4 separate regions of the Mus musculus genome follow, and regions 2, 3 and 4 are each linked to region 1. The links are chromatin contacts, called in public HiChIP or PLAC-seq, Micro-C and promoter capture Hi-C maps. All regions are on one chromosome and are shown on one strand. Each heading gives the region's core, a stretch centred on a gene start, on an enhancer-like site or on the middle of the called end of the contact. The rest is flanking DNA. Distances are from core to core; before and after follow the strand shown. Region 1 holds the start of Nr3c2 (nuclear receptor subfamily 3, group C, member 2). Region 2 overlaps Nr3c2 (nuclear receptor subfamily 3, group C, member 2). Region 3 overlaps Nr3c2 (nuclear receptor subfamily 3, group C, member 2). Region 4 has its middle 84 kb from the start of Gm39199.

Region 1 (2,987 bases), core at 246-2,745:
AGTTATGTTACTGTCCTGGAGTGGTACAGTAGAGACCCATCCTTGAGGGCTGCTTTAGAAGGCAGATAACTTCAGGAAACTAGTTTGAGTTGCTCTGCTCTTCAAGACTGTTACCTTCCCCTCTTATAGATGAAGGATAAACCTGCCAAGGTCACCTAAGAGAGTGGGAGAACCAGTTAGAGCCAAGCACACATGAGTTCTGCTCACTGGCTTGACCCAATGAGCCGCATCAGCTTGCTCTCTCTCTCTCTCTCTCTCTCTCTCTCTCTCTCTCTCTCTCTCTCTCTCTCTCTCTCCTCTCACCTGCCCTCTTCCTTTAAGGAAAAAGCTTTCCATAAAAGAAAAAGCTTTGCTTTAGCTTTAGTCTCTCCTAAACTCCCGAAAGTATTTCATGACACAAATGGTAGGTAGCATGCCATGATGTCAAACGTGGAATTAAAGCTCCAAGGGAGGACTACATAGATGGAGAATGCTGTTATCACTACTATGTAAATATCACCAATAACAGTACCTACAGAGTGAAGACCCGCGATGTTAAGATGCAGCTTGGTGTCTTTAAAACTCAGCGGCTTTAATAACTCTTCTGCTAGCAAAAGTTTTCCGAACTACGATATGATAAATAAATAAAGCAGATGGTATGATGAAGCATTATGATTTAAACCTCGTCTTTTAAAAATTCAGCAGGAAAAGTCATGTACCTAAAACCCATCTGGAAAAGGATGCCACCCAAAGTAGCTTCATCCCTTGTCTGTCCCTGTCCTAAGAATCCCCTAGAGTTTCCCCAAATATAAAGGAACTGGGAACGCAAGATTTTCCAGACCTCGTTCATACAAGATCTATGGTGATCTAGCTCCTTCAACTGCCCTTATCGGCTACACCTCCCACTCAGACTGGGGAGCTTCCGCAATTGATAGATGAAAGAAACATTATTCAAACGTCCTTTAAAATTTGCAAGAGCCAAACGATCTGAAATTCATTTTTGGGGAAAGGGGAGGGTGGTAGACCGCCCACTGCCAAAGGCGGTTAAAAGCCGCTCTTTAGAGGGCATTTATCCAAAGTGGCCAAACTTTCCCAAAATAGTCCTCAGCCAGCCGGGGGTGGGGGGGGGTGGGGGTGGGGAGGGTGTGGGGGATGAAAAACCAAAACAAAACAACAAGCACACAGAACCATACTGACTGTGCCTCCGGATTACGCAGCGGCTTCTCCCTGCAAAGTGCAAGCCACCCTTGCCACAGTCGCACACCGGGCTGGACCAGAGACGCCCCACTGCGCACCCCTACACACCTGCCTTGGCCAGGGTCGTCCTCTCGCCGTCTACCTGTTGCAGTGCTTGCCACCTCCACGACACCCCTGCTGCGGAGCCCCCCTACATCCAACCACATCCAGGCCAGCAAGTGCCGCTCTCCCTGCAGCGGGAGAGCCCAAGACAGCAGCGCTTGGCGCCCAGGTGACTTGCACAAGCTTCCTCTGAGCAGCCTGAAGTTGGCTCTCTTCTCCCGGGCCCAATGACACCCCGGGTGCGCAGGAGCTGAGGGGAGGGGTCAGGGGCAGGGCCGGGGCGGGCCAAGAGGAGGGGGCGGGCGAAAGCCCCGAGGGGGGAGTGGAAAGCCGGCCCTTTTAAACCGGGTCACATGTCCAGAAAGTTCAGGTCGCTGTCCCGCCCGCTGGAGCCATTTCCATTGGCCAAGGGGGAAACAAGGCTCCACGCTGTGCGGGCCAGGCGCGCTTCTCATTGGGCAACAGGGGCTGTCAGTCACCAGGCGGGCGACATGACTGATACAAAGTTGCTGCGACACAGCCTGGACTCCGCAGCTTCCTTAAAGCCGCAGAGGCGGCGAGTTCTCCTGGTTCCCGGAGGTGGCCCCGACCGGGCAACCCCTGCACACGCTACCCTTTAGCCCACTCTGCTCCTTCGCCCCAAACTTCTCACCTACACAACTGTCGCCCCCCCCCCACCCTCCCTGGCGACCACAGCAATCTGGAGAGAAGGGGAAAGCATGGTGACGCTAGAGCAGCCTAGATGGTGAGCCCTTGCTCTCTCCACCTGCAGCGCCAGGTGAGCCACAGCGGTGCACACCCGGCGCCTCCCACAGCGTCCTCAGGCCTAGGACTGCTCGGGTGGGTGTCCCCGGGACCCCTGAAGCTCTGCTCCCGCCCCCTCCCGTTCTCAGAGTTACCTTCCCGCCGAGCAGCCTTAATCTCCGCTGTCGGAGAGACAGAGGATCTCGTTCCCACTCGATTTCAGTTTCCTTGTGTTAACCACGCAGGAAAAGCGGGTGCTTTCAGTGCAGCCAAACCCCTTTAAACACAGCCTTCCTTCCACCCCACCCCCTGCCAAAAAAAAAAAAAAAAGTGCCAGGGTCAAGAGCTGAGGCGCCTGATAATTTTGTTACTGTACTTATACTACTTTAGTCCTGGATTTTTCCACTAGTTCAATATGCAAGAAAGCTTACTATCTCGAGGATATTCACTTTATAATGTGTGAAAGGGGTGCACATAATTGGGGCAGGTATACTGGATGAGGGGAGACACTAAAACTATTTTTTAAGGATCGTTTGTCTGCGCGAAGAAATTTCGACCCCTTTCCTTCGCCCAACCCTGATTTCCCTCCCATCCACCCAAGCACTGCACTTGCTAAGCCGAAAGATGGACTCCTTAACTTTAATTTCTAAGGACTTTTAGACTGGTTTGAGGCTCGTCTTTGGACTCCCCTGCTGGCTGGGAGTCAGCACCAGTGATATACACACCTAAATCTGGTCCCCTGGCCCTTGGCGACCCGCAGGCCGCCGGCGGCAGCTGTGCAGCTTCAGGCTCACCCTCACTCGCCAGGAGCTGAAGCCCCAGAAGGAGGAGGGCATCTTGTGCCCAAAGGCCCCTCCTTTCCTTACAGTTAGTTAAACCTCAGGATCCCGGATCCCAAGCCCAAGGAGACTGGAAGTCTCAGTCACTCCAGCAGGACACTCCCCAGAGGCAAAAGAAACTGCAGC
Region 2 (2,719 bases), core at 62-2,561, 310 kb before region 1:
TGGGCAGTTACTGAGACCAACTCTGCCACCGTGCTGAATGGACAGCCTTGCTCTGCTCCTTCTGTGACTGTCGCTGTGTCTCACGGGATCTGCCACTCACCTGCTGTTCCTCCATCTTTCCCTTCAATTCAGTTGCCCATGGTAAGTTTTCATAGCTGCAAACACAGCACTGACCCTGCCACCCTCTGCTCAGAAGTGTTTGCTAGGCTTTAGACTTCTCCACTGGGCATCGACTAATCTGGTGCAATCAACATTCCCTCCTTATTCTCCCTGACTCCCAGTGCAACAGGATCAGATGCATCTCGGAGATTTACTGAATGCATGCATAAAATATTTAAAATTAACATTAGTGATTAAGCATCTTACTTAAGGCCTCATTCCCACCCTATACACGTTCACTCACGCTGCCAAAAGGAATGACGCAAAGAGACAATCCATGTGCTCCCCTTGGATCCAGTCTGGAACCCTTCAAAGCCCCTGCGTTCCAGCCAGGTTATATGCTATCCTTTCATCTACAGAACTGAAGTGTCCTTCTCTTGAGCCACCAGCAGACCTCCTCACCTCTAATCTTAGTAAATCACCATGTCTCTCAATGTATTCAAGTTATCTTTGAACTTGTCTTGCAGGATAAGACACGCTCCCCACAGACTAAGGCCAAGTGATTGTACCACATATGCACAACCAGACACTTAACAAATGCTTAGTGGTTGAGTGAGGGTAGGTAGGCATGAAGGTCTTCACTGTTTAATACATCCAGTTTTATCATCAGCAAGGAATTTAGTTCATGCAAGGCCAAAAACTCTCCTTTCATCTCTTCCACATATGCATGCATTTCTTTTCAGAGAGTGGGTACTAAGTAGCTGAGCATCATAAATGGCCACTCTCATGCAGGGAAGATGATCTGACAATGTAGAAAGAGTGCCAGCGTGGGTATCAGCATACCTGTGCTCAGTAGCAGCAAAACCTTCATTATGGAGTACTCCTCAAAGGTCAGCTGAAGCCGCACGAACTGAAGGCTGATCTGCCGCATCCCCTGGCACAGCTCATACATGGCAGACTGATGCATCTTCTCTCTGCAAAGGAAAAGCAGCCACATACATCTGAGAAGATGGGTCACCGTCACATCCAGCCTGGCAGCCCGGGCAGCTCACCAAGAGCCCTGAGCCAGTTCCCCCTGTGGCTTCAACATGAAGCAGATGTGCAATTTAGAGACAAGTCAGATGCCTTTCTGAGTAACTGTAAGTCAATGGTTTCTAAAGCCCCACGAACTCCCTGTGAGAACATGATGATGCTGTGATGAGATCACCCACAAACCAGAGCAGCTGTGGTGATGTGGGGTGAAGCTCAAGCCTTGCTGGTTGCCGGTGTGACAGACTGACTGGAAAGGACTGGGTTGACTGCAGTGAACAGAAGGTGGTCACGACTAAGCCTATTTCTACATGGCCTCTCCTACAGAGGTCATGAAGTAGGTCTGGTACTGACTTCACCAATATACTTGTTACAGGGAATTAAAGGCAAACTAGAAAGGTAAGAACAAGAAGTAGAATTGGCTCTAATCAAGACAGCAATGTCACCATATACAAAAATGTTTTCATTCACACAGCCAACCTATCCCTTCATTCCACCACCCAAATGTTTCCATATAAATACATACATACATACAACGAAGTGGTCTTTCTTTTCTTTTTTCTTGAGGGATAAACAAGGCATCATATTGTTTTTAGATGGTTTTTCAGGAAAAAAGTGCCTGTTGGGAGGCTTTGAAAATGTAGCAAGAGATGACTGGTGAAACACGAAAAGAGTTGCCAAGTCAAAGGGACAGGACGGGCCACAAGGCTGGTGCATTTCTCCAGGTGTATCAAGACAGGTGAGCACCTGCGATGCAGTCCCCTCCCAGGATGCCCCCTGAGCTCTGCTCAGGTGCCAAGCCTCTTCTAAGAGGTGAGGAACCCTCAGGGAAATGGGGCAAACGTGGCTCTGGATAGTAACAGTATCTTCCTTCTCCTGTCATAAGCTAGAAGCTATGTTAAGACAATATCTACCTGCACACGCACACACACACATGCATGCATATAGTAACAGTAGAAGCTTGTAGATCTACTACCAAGAATGAAGCATTAACAAATGCTAAGACCTTTTAAATACTTACTTTCGATTTTTAAACAGTTTCATTATGACACAGTTGAGGCCTAGTCTCTTCCTGCTGGGTCTGACCTGGCTCTTTCTCATCTAAGATAGGAACAACAAGCTTGATGGACTAACCTTTGTTCTCAAATGTGTGTGTTAACTGTGCGTGTGTAAAATGACACACTCCTGAATTTTCATACTGAGATTTGACACTAGAGATAACATCCCTCAGTAACTAATTTCCACTCAACATGTAAGTATGAAAGGTGTCTATTTTAGTAGTGGGAACACTAAGTGAAGTCACTCTAGCTGCTTCAAGCTTTGTGAATAACCTCACAATTTATAACAATTTTCTAAAACAACATGTGCATGTTGTTTTAGAAAACATGTGTGTGCACGTGTGTGTGTGTACATGAGTGCAGTGGCTGTGGAAGCCAGAGCGTGTCATATCTCTTAGAGGAGGGCTATAGACAGGCGTGAGCTGCCTGATGTAGATGCTGGGGAACTAAACCCGGCTGTTCTGCAGGATCAGTACAGGTTCTTAACCACTGAGCTCTCTTTCCAGCCCCTGTTATAATGTTTAATGGTGGGA
Region 3 (2,877 bases), core at 191-2,690, 270 kb before region 1:
TTAGAAGGTAAGAGAAATAAAAATTATCAATGGAGGAGAACATACACAGACTGAAAGTTTTATTTCCAATGTTCATTTTCTTGAAAAAAGTTCTTAGTTTGGCCTTATTTCAGTAAAACAATTACTCATAGCTTTATCCCTGCAATTCAAATTATTTTTTTTCAAGAACAATTATTTGGAAGCATGTTTTATTGAAAAACAAAACAAAACTAAACAAAAAAAATCAGAACGTAGTTAGGAGTTCCCAGGGTGCCACTCAAGTTAGGGGGAGGATTAAACATATTATCATATTATAAGTAATCTTTTACATTATTTACAGGAAAAGTAAACTGAGCAAGTTTCACTGGATTATTTTGTGATCAAATCAGGCATTATTGTTATTGACTAATATTAATAAATAAATATAAAGAATATTAATAATAGCAATATTAACACCACTACTACTACTATTATTATTATTATAAAAATCATTTAAATCATTCAAGAGAAATAGACTGGAAAGGCCAGGTAACCTAACAGAAATTACCAATGAATAAAACACTTCATGACTGGAACTACATAGAGAATAGAATCTGTTTCTGAGAGTTGTTGCTAAGCCGAAGAAGCCAGCTAGCATGTGAGAATCTTCTCACGACACACTAACTCTAGTATGCCAGAGGACAAGGGAGGCACATAGTGAGGAGTTCCCAGGGTGCCACTCACGCTAGGGGGAGGATTAAGCAGGCCAGAGAAAAGGGAAAACCAGTGTCAAGGTTTACAGCTTCTAAAATAAGTACGATTCCACATTTCATTCCTATGACATTATCAGAATAAGTCTAAATTAAGAATTAATAGTAGCCAATGATGCATATAGTTGAAAAAAAGGTTATTTTTCTAGACTGGGTTCTCTTCAGGATACTGGTAGACTTGGTCTGAACACTCCCAGATTGAATGGAGCTGGACCAAACTGGCCTGTTTTGAAGCATTGAAATGGCAACCTGCAGTGACTCCTGGGCTCAGGGGTCAGTCCCGCAGATCTGGAGAGGGGAGAGGCGAGCAGCTGGGAGAAGCACCAGGCCCACACAGGCCTGCCCTGCCCAGCTGTTTATAAGGCTCACTTCTATTCTGTCCTTTGGTCTTCTGCCACAGTGTAAATTCCAGAGCACTGGAGACTCTCTCGAAACCAGTTCAAGAACAAAAGCTCCTTTAAGACACTACTCTTTCTGTCTTCATTTCAAAAGTATTCTTCACATTAAAGCCATTTAGCTAAAACAGACAAATAGACAGTAACCTCTTTCCCTTCAACAAAACAAAACAAAACAAACAAACAAACAAACAAAGGAAACCCAGAACAACAGAAAAACAAGGTGCCGAGAAAGTTCTTTCAGAGCCAGATACTCAAACACAGGAGATGGGGTCCCAGGCAGCTGAGGGAGTAGGCGTCTGCGGGAGTGGGTGGCTGCAGGAGTGGGTGGCTGCGGGTGTGGGCGGCTGCGGGAGTGGGTGATTGAAGCTGTGAAGCTGAGCTGCCCAGAGGACTTCCAGAAGGAAAAGTAGGTCTCTCTGAAAGCATTTCTTGGAGCATCTCAGTTCACATTTGAAACAGTGTAAGCAGTTCATTTGAAAACTCTAAAGTCCTTTCAGTAAACTCTTAAAGTGATGTTGCATTCGCAGTAAGGGAAAACCCAGACTTTGTTTTTTTTCCCCATCTGCTCGCCTCCACCCTTCTTCCCTCATGTTTGCTTCTGTTCCCAAGGGAGGCTTCCCTTCACATCAAAGCCCGCTGGGACATAGAGCCGGCTGGGACATAGTGATTGCCACACATGTAACTTATCGGTGGATTCCACGGCTGCCACTGTCAGTGTCTGAAGAAGGCCTTTCTGGTGTGACAGGATGGACTGTCACTCCACGGTTGGAAGGACCTTGAAGGTTACTAAGAGTCAGGTCTTCATTGATGACTTGGATAAAGAGCAGTTTCATGTTACAGTTTTCAAATTGATTCAGGTTACACTGGGAGAAACACAGGTGTTAATCCTCATTATAATCTTTAACCTCCATATTTAAATGGGGATAATAGAAAAACCTGTAACTTTCTCTTAGAGAATTTCTAGTCTTTAATGTCTGCTTCTTGGACCCACAGTTAGTGTTAGAAATCCCACTAACCATGCCCATATCAACGATGTACTCTTTCCTTTTCGTCTCTGAGTTGTGACACCAGACTTTGTTTAGGCATTTTGCTGTGTGGAATACTGTCCTCAGTGATTAAGTGCTTGCTGAAAACTATAGGAACAACAGGGCAGGCAAACAAATGAATCAATGTTTTCCTCTGTGTCTCGAACCAGGTAGATTTCCTCACCTGATCGCTGCAGTCCCGTTCCTAACAAAGCTTTTTCAGAGGAACAAAGCAGGGCTGTTTGGTTTCATCTTAAGCCCCAGAGTAGGCTTGTCTCCCTGGAAAACAACTTCAGCCAAGGCTCAACTCAGCCTTCTGAACAAAATCAGGCCAGTGTCCTCCACAAAGGCAATGGATGGAAGGACAAAGTGCCTGGCAGGATTGGGGTAAGGGGCTGATTATCTAAACAGAATCCCACACTGGTAAGATACAGTTTCTCCAGAATTACAGCAGGAGGATGCTGAAGTTGGAGGCTAATGAGCTCCAGGACTCTTGGACAGATGGTCCTTAGGTCATCAGCATTTATATGAGACCAAAATGTCCCTTGCGTATATATGGTAGGATACCAGTGCTCTGATAACAAGATACCTATGAACAGGCCTTGATACATCACCCAGTAACTGACACATATCATTCTCTGATTTATATTTCAAGAAGATGTCTAATACCTACAACCAAAATACTATGCATTATAGCCAATACTTGAGTAAGGAAAACAGATGCAA
Region 4 (2,831 bases), core at 168-2,667, 370 kb after region 1:
TTTCTCTCCTATACTGCCTCTATGCTTTGAATAAACGAGGGTGCTCACAGCTAAACCAATTGCCATGGTTACAGGCAATCTGCGTATTATATCTCCTGGAAGGCAAAAAGAGGGTAGTTAAGGTAAACATTACCTTGTCTTTACAAAGAACAGTTACTTAACAACAACACACCTGATCTTGCTGCTGTTGGAATCCGAGGAACATGTTGAGGCCCAGGTTCTAGGCCCATTGCAGATGCCCACCTTTGACATGTCTTGTGATTTTCATCTCAAGAAGCCTGGTTAACTTTCTTTCTAGAGTTTGTAAGCTTGAAGCAGGTTCAAGGTTGCAGAGATTAAGAAACCGAAACCATAAAGTTTTATTTATTATTCTAACATATCTGGTGATCACAATACTGTCACTGGCACCATGAAGTTAAGCCTTACTAGTCTGATGTTGCAATGTACTGAGGCATTGATATCAATGCCATGCCTTTCTTTGGTTAGCGCCGAATGGGGAGTCAGGCTTTCAAACTCTGTGGGGAAAGGGCTGGTCTTCATCATACACTTGTCAAAGAGCATCGTGAGCTTTCTGTGTGCAGACATCTTACTAAATTCTGAAAATGCAATGGCAAATTACCCCTTTTCTGCTGGGAGGCATGGATCAGAGAACTGTTTCCTTTTTTAGGATGAATAGTATGCTGTAAGGAAGACTTCTTTAGACTTTTATTTAGATATTTAACTGACTGTGGTACAAGATACATTTTTTCTGTTTGATAAGAGAACAGCAGCAAGTGTGAGACTGTATTATACACCTCATATATCACTGATCCTGGGGGCTACATGTGCCTCATATCTGGCTCAATTTATTTCTCTCTTTCAGCTTACATTTCATGTTCCCCTGTGTCTCCTTTTAGTTTATTTTCTCTTGCACTCTTGCATCCCAATAATATATTTATAGATGAATTTTAGCCTTTACTCCCCTCTCTTTCTCATTTTACACGATTGTCTTGGTAACCTCAGTTCTATTGAAATTGGAATAGAAACAGAAAAGTTGGAGCTGAAATTCATTACCGATGAGTTCAGACTTTTCTGTATAAGACAGACCATGATGAACAAAACTGATACACTGCACCTTAGAAGAAAGAGGATTTCTCTCTTGGTCACAAACTAGGGTTTTGTATGAAGCATATTTTAAGCTCTGGCCTGTTGATAATCACAGAGGTGTGCTCCTTTTCACTGGTCCTGCCCCTGCCCCCTGTGCATTTCAGAGCGGCTCTGGCAAGCTTTTAGAGAGATCCTGTCCTCAGACTTAAATATCAGCAAAAACATCTTCCTGTCCTATGCTAAAAGAAACAGAACCCTATAGAACTGGACACATGTGCCAACCATTTAGCTTCTATTTCAGAAGTCAAACATCTTTTAAGAGCTTGCTGGGGAGAATAAACCAGTGATGTGATCATTTCCAACGATTCGGTGTCTGGGTGCCAGCTGCTTTCCGTTGCCAAAGTGGGAGAAGATTTTATTTTTCTAAAAGAAATTGTTGGGAGTTTTGCTGTTCAGGAGGATTTGTTTCTCTTCGATTTCAGAAGGGTCTTCTGACATTCTCACGTCATCTTTGTATTATTGTGTAACTGCTTTTTACAAAGATGGCCAATGAGGTAGTGCAGTGTTGGCTCTGACATTTCCACCCCTTCTGGCCTTGGCAGACTGCGTTTGCTAATGAGAGTGGCGAATTTAGGAATGAACTGATCCAGGGAACCAAAGAGGTCTACTTTCTCCCAGGAGAGAGAAAACCTCTGAAGACTGACATGGGGCTGGATTATTAGTAGTCCACGTTTGCAAAACTGTTAGATGGCAACAGTTTAGAGTCAGGTGACTTCCTATGCCAGTCTCTTTGCTGACATGGATGTTGGCGTTGAACAGTGTTGCTCACTTCTAGAAAGATGAGTGTCCAGAGAGCCAGGAGCCCTCAGCACTTTCTGCTGCATTACACTTTAAATGGCAGCTCCCCCCAGCCTTGGAGATGACAAGCCATAATGACATTTACTTTCACAGACCACATGGCTAAAAGCAATCCATGACACTTTGTAGAGATGTTTGCTCTGCCAGGGTAAACAAATTGGGTATGTAGTGTGTAGAAACAATTGAGGATTAAAATGGTAGTTTAAGAAACGAAAGGACAGGAAACATTTATGGTCAAACGAATAATAATGAGGCATCTATTGACACAAAAATATTTTTACCAGAGAAATGTACATAAAGAATTGCCCTAAGTTATATATGCATCACAGCTTCCCAAAATGAATTCTTAAGCTGAGTCCTAGTAGTATTTTAAGACTGAAACAGAAATAATGAGTCTCCTCTTCATCATCCAATGTCTTCAGCCAGAAGTGCCTTTCCTTAGTTCCATATTTTCTCAACACTCTGACAAACAAAGTGAAGGAGACTGTGGGCTTAGTATGAATGTTGGTCCACTGGCTGTACCCTCAAACAGTATTTTCAAAGACTTTCTTGTTTCTCTTTGGAGATTTTATTTCTGACTCTCAATTTGCAATGTGGACGTTGGCTGCATACCTTAAGATTCAGAGTAGGTAGCTGAAATCTCCCCAACCAGGCAAAACCGAAGAGTTCTGAGCGCCCCTGTTTGTTGGTAGGAAAGCTGATTGTTTTACTTCTTTCTGACCTAGTGCTTCTCCACCTTCAGTCCTCATTTTGCACCTAGGGGTAACTATAATGGATAGCCATAGTGATGTTAGTATATTTATAGCTTCTCTTTAAACTCAATAAGACATGTTTGCAAATACACTTTCTCTTCATCTCAGATCCTCGAGCCTCTGTCTCTGATCTTT

The links. Promoter capture Hi-C pulls out the DNA fragments that hold promoters and counts their contacts. Hi-C and Micro-C count contacts between places; a contact is called where the count stands out from the background. HiChIP or PLAC-seq counts read pairs in DNA pulled down with a chosen protein or histone mark.
Region 2: a contact with region 1 is called in a Micro-C map of muscle stem cells, with 5 times the contacts expected there. The contact joins the enhancer-like site here to the promoter of Nr3c2 in region 1. A contact is called at or near these places in 10 of 39 promoter capture datasets (the 3T3-L1 cell line, 3T3-L1-derived adipocytes, embryonic stem cells and 4 more), 5 of 484 Hi-C or Micro-C datasets (embryonic stem cells, muscle stem cells, nephron progenitors and 2 more) and 3 of 115 datasets of contacts at active chromatin or transcription factors (embryonic forebrain, embryonic stem cells and forebrain).
Region 3: a contact with region 1 is called in an H3K27ac HiChIP or PLAC-seq map of neural progenitor cells, with 4 times the contacts expected there. The contact joins the enhancer-like site here to the promoter of Nr3c2 in region 1. A contact is called at or near these places in 4 of 39 promoter capture datasets (the 3T3-L1 cell line, hippocampal neurons and liver), 5 of 484 Hi-C or Micro-C datasets (cerebral cortex, neural progenitor cells, neurons and 2 more), 2 of 115 datasets of contacts at active chromatin or transcription factors (forebrain and neural progenitor cells) and 3 of 9 other capture datasets (adipose tissue, embryonic stem cells and pancreatic islet).
Region 4: a contact with region 1 is called in a promoter capture Hi-C map of hippocampal neurons, with 10 times the contacts expected there. The contact joins the enhancer-like site here to the promoter of Nr3c2 in region 1. A contact is called at or near these places in 4 of 39 promoter capture datasets (the 3T3-L1 cell line, hippocampal neurons and liver), 3 of 484 Hi-C or Micro-C datasets (cortical neurons, muscle stem cells and ventral hippocampal neurons) and 2 of 115 datasets of contacts at active chromatin or transcription factors (forebrain and neural progenitor cells).

The regions. Positions count from the first base shown.
Region 1 is chr8:76,900,838-76,903,824 of GRCm38.p6, reverse strand. Nr3c2 (nuclear receptor subfamily 3, group C, member 2) reads right to left here and starts at 1,495. Exons shown (of 9, transcript NM_001083906.2): 1 at 1,285-1,495.
Region 2 is chr8:77,208,998-77,211,716 of GRCm38.p6, reverse strand. It overlaps Nr3c2 (nuclear receptor subfamily 3, group C, member 2), which reads right to left. Exons shown (of 9, transcript NM_001083906.2): 7 at 943-1,073. Among named protein-coding and RNA genes, the nearest start is that of Gm24838, 64 kb to the right of the region's middle. Within about 2 kb of position 1,311, at least 17 of the 459 cell types and tissues checked have an H3K27ac peak or open chromatin away from gene starts, as enhancers often do. A contact at or near this core is called in muscle stem cells and pre-pro-B cells, where this site is marked.
Region 3 is chr8:77,172,139-77,175,015 of GRCm38.p6, reverse strand. All of the region lies in intron 4 of Nr3c2 (nuclear receptor subfamily 3, group C, member 2), which reads right to left. Among named protein-coding and RNA genes, the nearest start is that of Gm24838, 27 kb to the right of the region's middle. Within about 2 kb of position 1,440, at least 30 of the 459 cell types and tissues checked have an H3K27ac peak or open chromatin away from gene starts, as enhancers often do. A contact at or near this core is called in neural progenitor cells, where this site is marked.
Region 4 is chr8:76,528,752-76,531,582 of GRCm38.p6, reverse strand. No RefSeq gene overlaps it. Among named protein-coding and RNA genes, the nearest start is that of Gm39199, 84 kb to the right of the region's middle. Within about 2 kb of position 1,417, at least 3 of the 459 cell types and tissues checked have an H3K27ac peak or open chromatin away from gene starts, as enhancers often do. A contact at or near this core is called in hippocampal neurons and muscle stem cells, where this site is marked.